Linked DNA regions of Ovis aries: region 1 is linked to region 2. A link is a contact called in public Hi-C data. All regions are on one chromosome and are shown on one strand. The core of a region is the stretch at or near the end of the contact, and the rest is flanking DNA. Distances in the headings are between cores, read along the strand shown. Region 1 holds the start of PRR14 (proline rich 14). Region 2 holds the start of DCTPP1 (dCTP pyrophosphatase 1).

What was found. Hi-C and Micro-C count contacts between places; a contact is called where the count stands out from the background.
Region 1: a contact with region 2 is called in a Hi-C map of tail adipose tissue, with 6 times the contacts expected there. The contact joins the promoter of PRR14 here to the promoter of DCTPP1 in region 2. A contact is called at or near these places in 3 of 16 Hi-C or Micro-C datasets (blood and tail adipose tissue).

Annotation. Positions count from the first base shown.
Region 1 is chr24:27,281,392-27,284,091 of ARS-UI_Ramb_v3.0, reverse strand. It overlaps PRR14 (proline rich 14), which reads right to left and starts at 1,301. Exons shown (of 11, transcript XM_027961457.3): 1 at 1-1,301.
Region 2 is chr24:27,119,338-27,122,037 of ARS-UI_Ramb_v3.0, reverse strand. It overlaps DCTPP1 (dCTP pyrophosphatase 1), which reads left to right and starts at 1,252. Exons shown (of 3, transcript XM_004020904.6): 1 at 1,252-1,389; 2 at 2,072-2,182. The coding sequence starts at 1,292.

The sequences.
Region 1 (2,700 bases), core at 52-2,551, 160 kb before region 2:
AGCCCAGTAGCCAGTAAAAGGGGAAAGCAAACAAATTTTTTCCCCATTATTTCAATATTTTTGAGAAATTGCTGTGCCAGGAGTAGCTGTACAGCAGAATGGTTAGGATACATGGGCTTCAAAACCAGATACATTGGATTCTATTGCTGTTCCTTAATTTAGCAGTGTTGGGCTTCCCCGGTGCCTCAGCGGTAGAGAATCTGCCTGCAAGGCAGGAGCCGCCTGAAGCGTAGGTTTAATCCCTGGGTCGGGAAGATCCCCTGGAGAAGGAAATGGCAACCCACTCTATTATTCTTGCCTGGAGAATCCTATGGATAGAGGAGCCTGGTGGGCTATATAGTCCATGGGGTCGCAAAGAGTCAGACACAACTGAAGCGACATAGCACACACAAATGTTACAGTAAAGAGGTTCTAACTCGACTGCGCTTGAGCGCCCCCATTCGGAAAGTCCATGGGGTCGCAAGAGTCGGACACAACTTGGCGACTAAACCACCAAACCGCACAGCTGCTGGCACACGGTGTGGGTTGTTTTTCTTGTTTCACTATAGTTATTAGATGCTCAGGTTAAATTCTGACTTTGCCCACTCAGCTGTCAGAGCGGTGGAGAAAAGGGAAGGGGGCTCTTCTGTAAGTCACTGAAGTCCAGCTAGTCTGTCAGGGACTTTATGACAAGACTGTCAAGAAATGGACAGTCTCGGGGCCAAGATGTCTCAGAAGGAAAAGCCCTAGTGATTAGGTCAGAAAGAGCACTGGACTTGGAGCCAGATAGACCTGCGTACCAGTCACCCAGTCTCAATGTTCTTTTTTTTAAAAAAATCTTATTCTTAAATAGGGCTTCCGTGGTGGCTCAGACGGTAAAGCGTCCACCTGCAATGCGGGAGACCTGGGTTCGACCCCTGGGTTGGAAAGATCCCCTGGAGAAGGAAATGGCAACCCACTCCAGTACTCGTGCCTGGAAAATCCCATGGACAGAGGGGCCTGGCAGGCTACAGTCCTTGGGGTTGCAAAGAGTCTTTAACAGGGACCACACTCCCTGACCTCACATGGAGCGTTGCTCAGAGTTAGATGATTCCAATGAGAAGACTGTTTTGCACCTGGAACAATGTAGAAATTCCACAAAGGTGCTCAGTTCCATAAAACCGGCATATCTCAGGACAGGAACCCAGTTCATTTTGCTGTCAGGACGCACTCTCTGAGGCCTTGGGGGTCAGCAGAACAGAAAGAGTCGACGTAGAATCTCCCAGAGGGCGCTGATCAGTTTGGGCTCCCTGCATTAGTAACCTCCTGGGGACTCCTGCTGCAGACCTGAGAACCTGGCCCTCTGTCAGGCGTTACCTAGCAACAGCGTCCTGGAGTCTGGCCCAGGAGGCCAATCAGCGTGGACTTCGTTATTTCAGTGATGTAAACAGTCCAATCACTGGGCATTGTCAGAAGACACGTCCTCAAGCTAATCTCCGCAAGCACCAATGGGTTAGGAGTATTAAGAGCTGGAGCTAAATATTTGGAGCTGGCTCTTATTTGATAAGATCATCTGAAGGAAACGAATGACTAGCTTCCGACTGTATTTGAATGATGGTTGTGAAGGCAGTCGCCGCCATATTCTCTTAGGGCATTTTCCGATGCCTTTGTTCACTGTTGAGTCCTAGAGTGACCCACGACGCTATGATTCCTCTGTTTTGGCCGCAGCTTGGCCCCAACTTGTAGCCAGATCCGGGCCGACTCAGACGCCGGGTCTAGCAGGGCAGTGCTCCTTGGCTCGGAAAAGAGAGTGGCCCTTGGATTGGGGCATCCAGGACTTGGGGACTGGAAGAATTCAAGCCCGCCGCACCAGCACCGTTCCGCAGTTGAAGCCCAGAGCCTGGATCCCGCCAAGGAGGCTGTGAGCTGTTTAGCTTTACCGCCGCGGCAGAGTTAGTCTTGGAGAAGTGAAATCTGAGGCGCAGAAGGCTCTTTACCGAAAGTGATGTAGAGACCTATGGCCACCTGGGGGCACTCTGTGAGGGCCTTTCGTGGTCTCCCTTTATTCGTCTATTCACAGAGTACCTAATTAAGCGAGTTCTTAGACGGGAGCCCCAGAAGCGGATTACTCAAACCGGGCAAAATGCCCGAGGAACAGGGGGCGTAGTGAGCTGAAGCTTGGGGAGGGGCTGTCCTAGAGTGTCTACGAAGCCTTTTATAATTATTTACCACGATCATCTTGCTATGTCTATGACTGCTGCTGCTACTGCTAAGTCGCTTCAGTCGCGTCCAACTCTGTGCTACCCCAGAGAGGGCAGCCCACCAGGCTCCCCCGTCCCTGGGATTCTCCAGGCAAGACATAGTTTTGTTTTTTAACGGCTTTATTGAGATATTATTCACACACCATATAATTCACCCGTTTAAACTGTACAATTCAATGGTGTGGGGTGTTTTTTTTTAGTATATTTAGAGTTATGAAACCATCACCACAATCAACTAAGCACATTTTCATAACCCCAGAAAGAAACTCCTCAGCTATCACTCCTCATTCTCTCCTCCCTCAGCTCCTGGCAACCCTAATCTGCTTTCGGTCTCTGAAGATGTGCCTTTTCTGGACACTGCATGTAAAGGAAATGTAAAAGATTTTGTCAAATTCTTTTTGCACATCTGTTAAGATGATTTTGTGGTTTTGTCTTTATTGACACATGATGTATTACATGAATTAATTTTCAGATGTCATGC
Region 2 (2,700 bases), core at 3-2,502:
CAATGTTATCAAGGATCCAGGTCCTTTCTATCTTACTATCTACCATAGTACTTATCACCATTTGAGACAATATACCCACTCCGGTGTTCTTGCCTGGAGAATCCCAGGGCCGAGGGAGCCTGGTGGGCTGCCGTCTATGGGATCGCACAGAGTCGGACACGACTGAAGCGCCTTAGCAGCAGCCGCAGTAGCAGCAGTGTAGGAGTTAACCCAGATTCTGAAGCCAAACTGCTTAAATTTGTAACCTGGCTACCACTTAACTAGCTGTAGAGTTAAATTACTCAATCTCTCAGTTTCTGTGTCTGTAAAACGGAGATGATGACTATAATATTAACTACCTCAGAGGGCTGATTTGAGGACTGAATGAAAGGCTGTGAGGATTAAATATGTAAAATTGAAACAGCTTCCCTAGTTCCCCTAGAGGATGAGATGGTTGCATGGCATCATCGACTCAATGGACGTGTGTGTGTGTGTGTGTGTGTGTGTGTGTGTTTTAGTGGCTCAGCCGTGTCCGACTCTTTGCGACCCCACAGACTGCAGCCAACCAGGCTTCTCTGTCCATGGGATTCTCCAGGCAAGAATACTGGAGTGCATTGCCATTCCTTTCTCCAGAGGATCTTCCAGATCCAAGGATCGAACCCTGGTCTCTGGCATTACAGGCAGATTGTTCACCTTTTAGGTTACAGAGAAGTCCTCAAAGGACACGAGTTTGAGCAAACTTCGAGGCAGTGAAGGACAGGGAAGCCTGGCATGCTGCAGTCTACGGGGTCGCAGAGTCGGTCACGACTGAGCGACTGAACAACCCTAGTTCCAGTTCATTCCTCAGGCTCAGTTTTATCCTGGAGACATTCCTGTATCGTTTTAATAAACTCTCCTCTCTCCTTTAAACCATTCGTTTCTGGGGTTCGCCACGAGGCTCCCGGAACTGTCATTTCGCTTTGGTGCCATCTGGCGCCCCAAAGGGAAATGACGCGCCTGCGCTCTCCGCTCTCTGCCCTTTGTCTCTTCCCCTGGTCGAATCCGGTACCTATATCTTTAAGGTTTTTGGTCAAGACTCAAGAATTCAGGGGCGAGAGCCAAAGAACACCCGCTTGAAGGCCTCTCAGGTTGGTCCAGTCCGGGTAAGGGGAGGGATTTAGCTAACTCCACATGAGTAACTGGTCTTTCCTTTGGCTCCGCCCCTGTGAGGCAATCACAAACGCCTGTGATTGGTCAGGGGCTCTGGAGGCGGGGGCTCTGAGCTTGGCTGCTGGTTCTCCCTGACGGTCCCCGCTGCAGCTCGGTGGGCGGCATGTCCGCGAATGAAGAGATTCGTGGAGGTGCCAGAGGAGAGAGCACTACCGCTACCGGCCCCTTCAGCTTCAGCTCGGAACCAACGCTGGAGGACATGTAAGCCGTCCTTGCCCAGCCTGAGCTGGGTAGATCGCCCCTACTCCCTCCTTTCGGGTAGGGTCCCTCCACGTGTTCGGAAAGAAAGGCTAGCAGCTGTGCTCAGGTTCTAGTTCTGGGGGCTGACCCCAGGCGAACTTCTAACCTTCTCCTCTGCAAAATGGGCTTAACTATACACATCTGAGGCAGGGGACATGCCGGAGTACGGTGATGCTTCTGCCCTGCCTCTGTCCTCCAGGAGCGGGAGGTAGGATGGGAGCAAATGCAGTGTTGAGACGTCGAAGACATTTCTTTCTAGAGGAAATCCAAGAGGGCTTCTTGGGGGAAGTGTCCTGGGGCTGCATTCCGTAAAATCAATAGGATTTAGATATGCAGAGACAGGGTTATTCCAGGTGGAGGAAAACTGTAGAAGCAGCAACAGGAAGTGGAACAATGAAAACGAGGGTATTATTAGATTTCGATAGTTTAGGGTCTGTGTAAGGATGCACCCATTTTACAGATGAGAAAACCACATCCTTTAAAAAAGAGATGACCTGTTTAGGCCATCCAAAGAATTAGTTGCAGAATCCCCTCTGACTCGCATGCCCCCATTGCATCTCACTGAGTACCTGCCAGGGCCCCGCATCTCCTCCCCCAACCCCTAACCTTGGACCTGGACTTCCACCTCTTTCTCCCATTCCAGCCGCCGCCTCCATGCTGAGTTCGCTGCTGAACGAGACTGGGAGCAGTTCCATCAGCCTCGGAACCTCCTCCTTGCCTTGGTGGGGGAAGTGGGGGAGCTGGCAGAGCTCTTGTGAGTAGATGACAGGCTCTCTGGAAGAGTCTGTGTTGAGGAGGGGAGGGGAGGATTCATTTGACCATCAAATATCCATGGATCCAGTTTCCGCTCCTCACTGCCAAGCTCTTCTGTACCTGGTTGCTGGGCATTTAGAGAGATGACTTATGGGTCCGCTGCCCTCTAGGGGCTCCCAGTCTCCTGGGAGAGAAAGGTGTAAAAACAGCAAGGTAGATCCAGGTCTGAGAAGGGGTGGTGGCAACCTTCCTTTACCTCTGCCTCTGGGGTAGAAAGGCTGATCTTCTATAGAAGGCATTCCAGAGAGGGGGAACCACATTTGCAAAGGTAGTGAGATGGAAAAGGGCGAGTTAAATTCAGTGAGAATGTAGGAATTCAGCGACAAGGTAGGATTCCTTTAGTGTGAGCTTCTTGACAAAGGGCAAGGGTTTTGTATCTGTCTTGTTCTCTGGTGTGTCTCAAGTACCCAACACACAATAAGTACTTGATACATGTATCTCTTGTGGCCGCAGAGGAGA